Linked DNA regions of Mus musculus: all the other regions are linked to region 1. Evidence: chromatin contacts called from public HiChIP or PLAC-seq data. All regions are on one chromosome and are shown on one strand. Each heading gives the region's core, a stretch centred on a gene start, on an enhancer-like site or on the middle of the called end of the contact. The rest is flanking DNA. Distances are from core to core; before and after follow the strand shown. Region 1 overlaps Glul (glutamate-ammonia ligase (glutamine synthetase)). Region 2 has its middle 26 kb from the start of Zfp648. Region 3 overlaps Npl (N-acetylneuraminate pyruvate lyase).

Region 1 (3,377 bases), core at 430-2,929:
CAAGTTTGAGTGATGAGGGGCTTGGCTTAGAAGTGAGGCTCCCTTGAGGTAGGGGTGAGGATGCAGTACCGGGAAAGTTGGTTATCTTGGGGTCTCAGCTTCATTACTGCTTAGGGTTTCCCTGCCCACTCTGCAGGAGCAGATGTTGGACAGGTAGCCAGTGGGATGCCACTGCTTGCCACCACCTGTCCCCAGGCTTAGGTTTAGGGGATGCGTATACTTACTCCACACACGAGTTAGAAGTATGAGTTGGCTGGTCAACTTGAACACTGTTACTGATGGGTGGGTGGGTGGGGGTTTACTGGGGTTATTTTTTTGGTGGGATTAGCATGTCACTAAAGCGGGCCTTTTGATATATTAAGTTTTTTAAAAGCAAAACAAGTTTAGATTTTAATCAGATTTGTAGGGTTTCTAACTTTACAGAATTGCCTGTTTGTTTCAATGTCTCCCTCCACTTGGCTCTTAGGGGAATTAAGGACAGGCCTAGAGTTAAAACACTTGTCTCCTAGTGTCACCTCTGCCAGCAGACTGTTACTTTCCTTCTGAAAAAGCCAATAGTCTTTTTTTTTTTCTTTTATAGTAAACACACCCCCACCTCCATCCCAGCCTGTTGCCCTTCAGTTTTCTGGTTGTTTGTGTCGGCAGCGGGCCAACTGTGGTTTCTCTCTTGCCATGATGACTTCTAATTGCCATGTATAGTATGTTCGGTTAGATAACTCACTGTAAACAGACTGTAACTGCCAGGCAGCGCTTATAAATCAACCTAACATTTATAAGATTTCCTCTGACTTGTTTCTTTGTGGTTCCCAAAAAAAAAAAAAAAACCTCAAAAATTAAGTGCTATTTCATTCCTTCTTTCTCTATCAAAAGAAAGGGAAGGGGGGTGGTTCTTGTTTACGGACAAAATGTGCTTATCTGTACTTATGCTTTTAAGATGAAGTCACGTTGACGAGATATTTTGAGACGGGGTCCTAGTGTCCGGCCTTTAACTTGAAAGTTCTTGCTCCAGAGTAGGCAATTCCCAGTTTCATGTTAGGTCTTACATTTTGAAAGCAGTGTTGTCTAACAGTTCAGACTCAAGGATCATGCTATCAAGTGACACAAAATAAGACACAGATACTTTAAGGTCTTGCGTTGGGCCTGGCCACTTTCACGGCTGCCCTCAGCTCTGGGTGACTAGGCTGCTAGAATTTCCTGGCAAATGGGAACCTCTGTTTCACTTCCGGTGCCAGGGCTTGGTTTATCGAACACTGACAGTCCTGGCTTATCAGGATATTTAATACAGCGTGGTACAGTGTATTAGCTGCCCCTGTTCTTGAGTTCTTCCTCGGTCCAGCTGCTGGGAGCTATCTACACAGTAGGTTTGCTCGCCTATTGAAGCCGCTGAAGGCCGTTACACTTGGGGCATTGGCTTGTCCTAGATTTTAATTAACCAAACACTAGGTTCCGTGGAGTTCTCTGTTTTATCCTGGTTTTCCCTGAGTTGTCCAGCCTAGGTTCTCAGGCTTCAGGACAACCAAGACATTTGTGGACCACTGAACCTGGGTTCCAAACCTCCATGTTTACACTTCATGCTCAGCTCCCTAGAATTTCCAGTTTGGGACTCATCCCGGGCTGGGCTTGAAGTCTTGATCTGGATCCTACATTGTGCCACCAAGCCTGGCTGAGTCCTTACTGTGTCCTGTTGCTGTTTAAGCATTTTCCTCACTAAGCTAAAAGAGGCGCTTCCTCTTTCACGGTGCTTCTGTGCATATGCCCAGATAGTAGAAAGTAGCTATCCAGAGCATATACTAGCTCCGCTGTTGCTGGTTTGTGATGGTATCTCTGCGTATCCCTGGCTGGCCTGAATCTTCAAGATCTGCCAGGTTCTGCCTCCCAAGTCCCCCACTGTTGCTGTTGTGGGCAACAGTAATTTAGTAGAGACTGTTGGAACAGATCTTAAAGTGACAGTTTTCTCCAAGCGAGCATTCTCTTATAAAGTAAATATAAACCTAGTAGCTTATAAACCTGCTAGTCTGGCGTGATTGCCCTCCTACTGTAGAGATGGCTCATCAGTTAAAAAGCACTTGCTGCTCTTTCGAGGACCCTAGCTCAAACAGCATGAAACAAACCACTTGTAACTCCAGTTCCAGGGGAGCTGGTGCCCATCTGGCTTTCTTGAGAGTTGGGCATGCAAACGACACCTATACATACATGCCAGCATTGCACTCAACATACACACACAGAGATTTTTTTTTAAGTGCCCTCTTCTACTCTCAGAATCTTCCTAGTCTTCATGTTAAAATAAATATTTGTCCACCTTTTCCCTCCCAGTGGCTGTTTCCCTGGGTCATCCACAGGACCTGAGTCCTTTTCATTGTTTTGTAGCCGATTGCAGCCAGTTCTCTTCTCAAGGTTACTTGAAAAGAAATCCTAACTTAATAGGATCAGGATTCCAGGTGGGAAGTATTTCCTTCTCCACCCTGGAACCTAGAATTACATCTGCTCTCCCGGTCAGAGTTCAATCCCCTTACATTTCTAAGGTTTTTGTTTTTTTTTTTAATTGCTCATTTAACAGACCCAGTTACTTGATAACTGTATCAGTGATAGATTAAACAGAATGAGGGGCTATATTAAACAATATTTGCCAAACTTTCAGCCTTAAAGAGACGGATGTGGGCTCTGGCTCAATGGAGTAACGCCCTGGGGTGTGTGAGGTCCCAGTTGTCTCAGTATACTCTTTAAACTCGACTTCCCAAAGCGGGAGTTTAGCTGTTAGATGCTTGCCTAGCAAGCAGAAAGCTATGTAAATCAGGTATAAGGTGGTGCATGTCTGTACTCTCAGCCCATCCAAAAGTTCATTTCAAAGTTGTTTTCCACTACGTAGCCAGTTTGAGGCCAGCCTGGGCTACCTCAGACTCTCTCTCTCTCTCTCTCTCTCTCTCTCTTAGAGATTTGTGTACTTTTTTGTATATGAGTACACATCCTGCTCTCTTTAGACACACCAGAAGAGGACATCAGATCTCATTACAGATGGTTGTGAACCATCATGTGGTTGCTGGGAATTGAACTCAGGACCCCTGGAAGAGCAGTCTTACCTGCTGAGTCATCTCTCCAGCCCTCAGACACTCTTTCAAGACAAAACAAGTGTTTAGTGTCATGTCAGTTGCGAGGTAGGAACTAAAGGCATCCATCACAAGTGCACAGAGTTTTAAGGTGTGTCTTAGCATGTGAAAGTCAGAGCTGTGTGTCTGAGAAGGACGGAACACATAGGTACAGAGTTTGACCTGATGCTTTGGGCTGGTGCTCCAGATAGCTCGCCCAAAGTTTCACAACTCCAGCTCCTGCTGACCTACCTGTTCCAGTGCAGCGTGAAGTCTAGAGAGTAAGGTGCTATC
Region 2 (3,324 bases), core at 382-2,881, 260 kb after region 1:
TGTATGCAGGTGCTGCTGTCCTGAAGCTCAGCTGAGTGTGGCCTGGGCACTCCCGTGAGCCTGTTTTCCACACTCCCTAGACTGCTTCATGCCCCACTCTTCCTTAGGTCTTGTCTCTCCCTATCTTCCACTTCAGGAAGAGCTGGGATCCTGTTAATGAATCTCATTCTACAAAGTCTCTTATTGGGAGCTGGCAATAGTTGGCTGGTTCTACCATAGTCATGCCCCTTGCCTGTGTTGTGCAGTTGCTAGAAAGGGTACTCCAACATGAGCTATATTATCCAAGTTCTCTGAGGGCAGAGAAGCCCCAGGGTTGAGTTCCAGCTAATGTAATATGGACCAAAGTGATAAGTGATACACACCATTCCTAAGACTGACTTGAGGAGTCTCTGCTCCTCTTTGATTGCCTGCTCCTCTCTCTCTGAGGCTGGGGACCTACACTCCCACTGATTCTGGAAGCTGCTTGTTGAAGAAGGCTGTGCCTCTGCCAGCTTGATTGCCTGAGGACATCCCCAGACTGCATTTTGCAAGACAGAGAAATAAACATCTACTGTATTAAGTCACTGAGGATTGAGTATTTGCATATTATAATAGCTGGGACACCTAACTAATCCAAATCTAACAATACTTCTTCAACAAGCCTCTTGCAATCCTCTCTCTAGAGAGGGTGTTGTGCACATGCAAGGGACATATTCTCAGCCTCCCAGCCCCTCTGTTTCCTCATCAAAGCCAATTCTCTACCACAACAAGGGCCACTTCAGTTTCCTTCCTCATATGCTCCACCTTTGGGGGGAACAAATAAACAAAGTCAGGCACCAGCAGCTCCCTGGGGAAAAGAGCTGATTGGATCCTGTGAGGAGGAACAAGAGAGCAAGAGGACCATAATGGGTTAGCATCTAGGTTCTTCTTGGGAGGAAGCCTGGAGGAAGCTTTAAATATGAGAAACTTTACCCTGGACCCTGAGAGCCAGGCCAAGAAGCAGATGCCTGTGTGCCGTACGTCTGAGGCAGCATGGAGCTGCTGGCGGCCTGGTTACACAGTGGCTTCATCGGTGCTTTGTATTGTGATCAGACTGCACTGGGGCCTGTGTGATGGGTGGATAAGATCAAAGCCTGGAGGAAGAGAGAAACCAGGTTGTCTGTGCTCCTCAGCCATAGCAACTGTTTCTGAGGAAGCCCAGTTCGAATGCCTGGCTTAGCTTTATAGGGGCAACAGCATGTGACTGGGGGTGGTGGTGGTGGTGGTGGTGGTGGTGGTGGTGGTGGTGGTGTCTAGGGCCTGCAACAACTGCTGTTAGCTTGCCATCTCTTCATAATTAATTGAGCCTTTCTTTCTCTCCTTCTCCCTCCATCTTTCCTCCTCCTCCTTTCCCCTTTCTTCTGCTGCTTCCTTCTCTCCCTCCCCCCTCTTCTCTTCTTTTCAGCTACTCAAGTCAAGCCCTCCTCCTCTTCCTATCTTTTAAAACCTTCTAACATATGAATAAGGTGATCACACAAACAAAGAACAGCTGGCAGTAGCAACAATACTAAGCTGAATACTTACAGCTGTGCCACGCAGAGTTCTAGTGGGTTACACTGATTAGCCTAGCTCAAAGGAACTGGATGAAGCAGCTGCCTGCTCTGGTCACATTGTACAGACAGGGAACAGATGCCCAGAGCTTTCACTTCTCTCTCAGCCTCACATGGGTAGTCCAGACCGTGTGTACGTCAGCTGCCTTCTGATTCTATGTTCTCAGCCATGGACTGAGTGAGCACTTAGACATCACTGCCTCCCAAAAGGGCGACCTGGAGGAACATGGGCGCTGTGCCTGATGCGGTTAAGTCTGACTACTGCTGGATCCCTCTCCTGCCCTGGCTCCATGTTGAGTCTCAGACCAGATAATGGCCACGATTTGGAGTTTCAAAGGAGGAAGCTTTTGTGAATTAAGCATCAAAAGACTCATGCCTCTGATATCTTTGTGGTCTTGAGCAAGTCACTTCTGTGATCTGAACTTCACTTAGGAGAGAAAGCAAGTAAGCAAGCAAGCAAACAAACAACAGCAACAAACTACTCCTACAACAACAAACACACCAAATAAAACATCCTTATAGTGTAGTCATGTGTCCCAACCTGGAAGATCTCTTAATGCTCCCAGGATTTAAGTGAGTTACTCAAGTGTAAACCTGACTCAGAATTCAGTTCTAGATGAAACATAGAGGCACAGCAGTGTCTCTGGCCCGGAGAAGCTATATAACACACTGATGCTCCAATCCACTACCCCCAACCCCACCTACTCCCATTACTGTGTAGCCTTAAGCAAGGCCATTCACATGACTGTGAGACAGTCTCATAGGCAGGGGCTGGCTCTCACCTTTCCTGTGCTGGATACTCAGATCAAGCCCAGTCTGCCTCAAATGGACAGGCAGAGTTTATAGCTCACCAAATAGTTCAATGGGAGATCATAGCTTCATGCTGGTCCCCGCCCTTTGCCTTCTCCAGAGCCCATGTTTAGATGCTCAAATTGAATCTGATGAAGTCTTTCCCCTTCTTTCCATCTCTCTTCCTCCTTCCTCTTTTCCCTCTCCCTCTCTTTTTCTCTCTTTCTCTCTCTGTTATAATTGTTGAATGTATGCACATTATACTGTGTAAGCTAAGGAATTCAATAATATACATTGATCTGGCCCAATGGCATGGCTGGTCTTTGGTACCTATGCGGAGTTTTTCATGGATTCTTATGTCATGTGAGGTATAGAGTTGACCTATCCAATGAGCTATCACAGTGGTTGACGCTCCACAGGCCCCTCTTTATCTGTACTTCAAGAAATTCCATGTGTAGGATAGAGCTCAGGGCTCAAACGAGGGACTGTATCATTCTTGAGTATGTTTGTGACAGGTATATGTCTGCACTGTAATGGGAGTGGGGGAGTGGAGTGGAACAGATGAAGGCTGATGTATGACTATCATTGACATACTACAGACGAGCATCAGTATGTTGTGACAGCCATACCATACCTGGAAGTAGATCAAGTGTGTATTAGGATTTTTTGTTACCATAATGAAATAAACAAGGCTATTTTTATGACAAACAGTTTCGAAGGTCTGAGGTTCTAGTGTTGTTCAGCTCTGGTGAGGATGGAAATGACAAGAGTGTATTCCAGAGCAAGGAATTACATCTTAATAAAGAAAGCAAGGGAGAAATGTAGGGGTCAGATTGCTCCTCTAATAGACCTTCCTTGGGGATGACTCTTGGGGGGGCACATCTCTAACCACCTAAGTTGTTCCCACTAGGCCTCATCTCTTGGAGGCTCTCCTAGCTCTCAGTTCTGCCATTCCAGGGATCAGGCC
Region 3 (3,532 bases), core at 459-2,958, 410 kb before region 1:
GTGGGCGTGACAGAACGATTGAGCGGCAAGCTCCACCCCATGCAAACAGTGAAACCTGAGCAAACAGGTTTCAGGCTGGGGAGGGGATGCTACAAAAACTGGCCTTCTTGTTTTGTTTTTAAGATTTATTTATTATGTGTACAGCATCATGCCTGCAAGTATGCCTGTACTTTGGCCTGGGCATGGTGGCACACGCCTTTAATCCCAGCACTAGGGAGGCAGAGGCAGGCTGATTTCTGAGTTCGAGGCCAGCCTGGTCTACAAAGTGAGTTCCAGGACAGCCAGGGCTATAAAGAGAAACCCTGTCTCGAAAAAAACCAAAAAAAAAAAAAAAAAAAAAAAAAAAAGGAGTTGCCAGAACCCTAAGACAGAAGTATTTGAAGTGACTGTACTGGAAGAAGTATGTCACTAGGGGTGACTTTTGAAGTTTCAAAAGCCCAAGCCATTCCTAGTTCTCTTGATGTCTCACACTTATGGAACAGATGTAAGCTCTCAGTTCCGGTGCCACACTTCCTTGCCAGCCTGCTGCCGCGATCTGCTCCCTGCCTTGCTGATCCTGGATTCTAACCCTCTGGACCCATGAGCCCTGAATTAAAAGCTTACTTTGATAGGTTGCCTTGGCCACCATGTCTTTTTTTTTAAAGATTTATTTATTTATTATATGTAAGTACACTGTAGCTGTCTTCAGACACACCAGAAGAGGACGTCAGATCTTGTTACGGATGGTTGTAAGCCACCATGTGGTTGCTGGGACTTGAACACTGGACCTTTGGAAGAGCAGTCGGGTACTCTTACCCACTGAGCCATCTCACCAGCCCGGCCACCATGTCTTATCACGACCATATAAAAGTAACTAAGACGGGTAGGTGAAATGATCTGGAGTTTACAGTGCCTGCCACAAAGCCTGACAACCCGAGTTGGATTTCCAGAACCTGTACATTAGGAGAGAACCAACGACTCCAAGCTGTTCTCCAATTCCCGCATACACTAAACAAACAAACAAACAAATGGAATTTAAAGATTCAAACAAAAAGTAAGGCAAGATACCTTGTTGAAGAGTCCTATTTTTGAGCCGGGTATGGTGGCGCACGCCTTTAGTCCCAGCACTCGGGAGGCAGAGGCAGCCTGGTCTACAAAGTGAGTTCCAGGACAGCCAGGGCTATACAGAGAAACCCTGTCTTGAAAAACAAAACAAAACAAAACAAAACAAACAAACAAACAAAAAACCAGTCCTATTTTTGGCAGTGTAAGTTTTTTTGGTTTGGTTTGGTTTTTTGTTTTGTTTTTTAGTTAAGTCTAATTGGGACTTTGGTGAGATAGTGACTTCTTCACCTCTTTGCCGAAGCAGAGAAGTTCATTTTGTCAAAGACCAGGATTCAGAGGGCCATGGCAAGATTCCATCTTGAGAAGGAAGTAGGACTGAGCAGCCCTAGGGGCCTGATTCAAGGGACTCTCCCAAGAGCTAGAGCCTCTGGTCAAGCTGCCAGGCTTGCAGAGGAAGGACGACAGCTGCAGGAGGCAGAACGCAAAGACCAGATGTGGACAGATGAAGCTCAGGGGACAGCTTGGCTCTGGTAGTAAAGGCTACCCACGGTGGTAGGGCCCACTCCTTGTGGCCAGCAGCTGAGCAGGTGACTCAGAGCAACCTTGCAGTAAGAGCCCTGAGCCTGAAGTCAGCCAGCTGAGAATCTAATCCTCGACAGGGCAAAGATCATGGATGTTGAAATAAGAATTCTTGAATGTCTGACTTCCCTAACTACCCCCCTCCAGCAGGGTTAATGCTGAGCTGGGTTTGCAAGCAGAGGCTGTTCCTTCTGTACAGATCTCAGGCCTGCACTTAGTTCCCAGAAGACCACTGCCCTCCCCCCACCCACCCCGGCTAGACAGGATGGGGTGGGGGTTGTATAAACTGGGGAGTTTCTAGGAGTGTGAGGAAAACCTGCTCAGCCCACAGACTGCAAGGCTTAGTGTGGCCAGAAGAGGCTCCTGGTGTGCAGAGGGAAGTTCCTAAAAGGAAGACATCTGACTCAGCACCAGTCCAGGAGACTCCACTGTCAATGAACCCCTCTCAATTTGGCAGAGTCCTATTTTAGAGGATCTAGAAAGACGCGACTCAAATACTGTCTTTTTTTGTTGTTGTTGTTTTTTTTGTTTGTTTGTTTGTTTGTTTTTCGAGACAGGGTTTCTCTGTATAGCCCTGGCTGTCCTGGAACTCACTCTGTAGACCAAGCCGGCCTCGAACTAAAAAATTGACCTGCCCCTGCCTCCCGAGTGCTGGGATTAAAGGCATGCGCCACCACACCTGGCCAATACTGTCTTAATTACTTTATGTTCCTGTGACAAAATACCATGACTGGAGCAACTTCTACAGGAAAAATGTTTACTTGGGCTTATGGTTTTAGAGTTAAGAGTCCCTGATAGCTGGGTAAAAGTGTGGCAGCAGCAACAGCTGAGAGTTCACAGCCTGACCCACAAGCAGGTCTCAGGAGTGCAAGCCAGGCCTGGTGACTCACTGTCTCTTTCTGTTGTCTGCGGATCCAAATGTAGAAATCTCAGCTCTTTCTCCGGTCCCATGTCTGCCTGGATGCCGCCATGATTCCTGCCATGACAATAATGCGCTAAATCTCTGAACTGTAAGCCAATCTCAACTAAATGCTTTTCTTTGTAAGAGTTGCTGTGGTCACGGTTTCTCTTTGTGGCAATAAAACCCTAACTAAGACAATACTCAAATTATAAACCTTTGAAACAAGATTAAGACAATAAGTGCTCCCAAAAGGCAGGTGAAATTTATTCAGCAATAATATAACCAATGTAGCAATTAATATAGTGATATGAATTATATTAATTAATGTAATTAATTAATAATTGTAATTACTATTACAATTTTCACTTGGTTCCATTGCATCTGTATAAGTAGAGATTTCTCTATAATAATTTTACAAAATGAATGACTTAGAGCTTGTGACTCCTTTATAACAAAAAAGTTTAGGTTCATAATCAATATTTGATTGGTGTGGGATTCTACTTCCTAAAATAAAGATGGGTTCAAATTCACCTAAAAAAGTCCCTGAGAAAAGAATGTACTATTGAAGATAGATAAGTCTAAGCTTACACACCCAGACTTATCAGGCACTAGCTAAAGGCTTCCCCTCCTTTACACTAGGGGAAGAAAGGAAATCCAGGCTCTTTAGCTTGGCCTCAGCCTTAGCAGTAAACTCCTGGGTGGCTTTCTGCAGAGGAAGCCGGGGTGGGCCCATTGGAATCCCAGAGACCAGCGTCATGATGGCTTTGGTTTGCGACACTCCAAAACCTAGATGGGAAAAACAAAGGGTGAGATGTATCCTGTACTGCCCACTTCCCCACAAACATCCCAAAGAAGAGTAAGGCTCTACTATAAAACCTGGTAAACCTAAAAAGTGAGAACACTTGTAGTTAGGTTGCCTGAGCTGGGCATGGTGTCCACACCTGTAATCCCAGCACTTGGGAGGCAGAGATAGGGGAACCAGAGCTTAAAGTAAGTCTTAGCTACACG

The links. HiChIP or PLAC-seq counts read pairs in DNA pulled down with a chosen protein or histone mark.
Region 2: an H3K27ac HiChIP or PLAC-seq map of microglia shows a contact between it and region 1, with 6 times the contacts expected there. The contact joins two enhancer-like sites. A contact is called at or near these places in 6 of 39 promoter capture datasets (the HPC-7 cell line, cranial neural crest, embryonic stem cells and 2 more), 4 of 484 Hi-C or Micro-C datasets (embryonic fibroblasts, female germline stem cells, ganglionic eminence and 1 more), 37 of 115 datasets of contacts at active chromatin or transcription factors (the HPC-7 cell line, the NIH/3T3 cell line, SST interneurons and 24 more) and 3 of 9 other capture datasets (adipose tissue, liver and pancreatic islet).
Region 3: a contact with region 1 is called in an H3K27ac HiChIP or PLAC-seq map of microglia, with 8 times the contacts expected there. The contact joins two enhancer-like sites. A contact is called at or near these places in 1 of 484 Hi-C or Micro-C datasets (CD4 T cells) and 1 of 115 datasets of contacts at active chromatin or transcription factors (microglia).

The regions. Positions count from the first base shown.
Region 1 is chr1:153,908,887-153,912,263 of GRCm38.p6, forward strand. Glul (glutamate-ammonia ligase (glutamine synthetase)) reads left to right here. Exons shown (of 7, transcript NM_008131.4): 7 at 1-837. Among named protein-coding and RNA genes, the nearest start is that of Glul, 11 kb to the left of the region's middle. Within about 2 kb of position 1,680, at least 44 of the 459 cell types and tissues checked have an H3K27ac peak or open chromatin away from gene starts, as enhancers often do. A contact at or near this core is called in microglia, where this site is marked.
Region 2 is chr1:154,173,875-154,177,198 of GRCm38.p6, forward strand. No RefSeq gene overlaps it. Among named protein-coding and RNA genes, the nearest start is that of Zfp648, 26 kb to the right of the region's middle. Within about 2 kb of position 1,632, at least 36 of the 459 cell types and tissues checked have an H3K27ac peak or open chromatin away from gene starts, as enhancers often do. A contact at or near this core is called in microglia, where this site is marked.
Region 3 is chr1:153,500,248-153,503,779 of GRCm38.p6, forward strand. Npl (N-acetylneuraminate pyruvate lyase) reads right to left here. Exons shown (of 12, transcript NM_028749.1): 12 at 2,769-3,310. The coding sequence ends at 3,126. Among named protein-coding and RNA genes, the nearest start is that of Dhx9, 14 kb to the left of the region's middle. Within about 2 kb of position 1,709, at least 69 of the 459 cell types and tissues checked have an H3K27ac peak or open chromatin away from gene starts, as enhancers often do. A contact at or near this core is called in microglia, where this site is marked.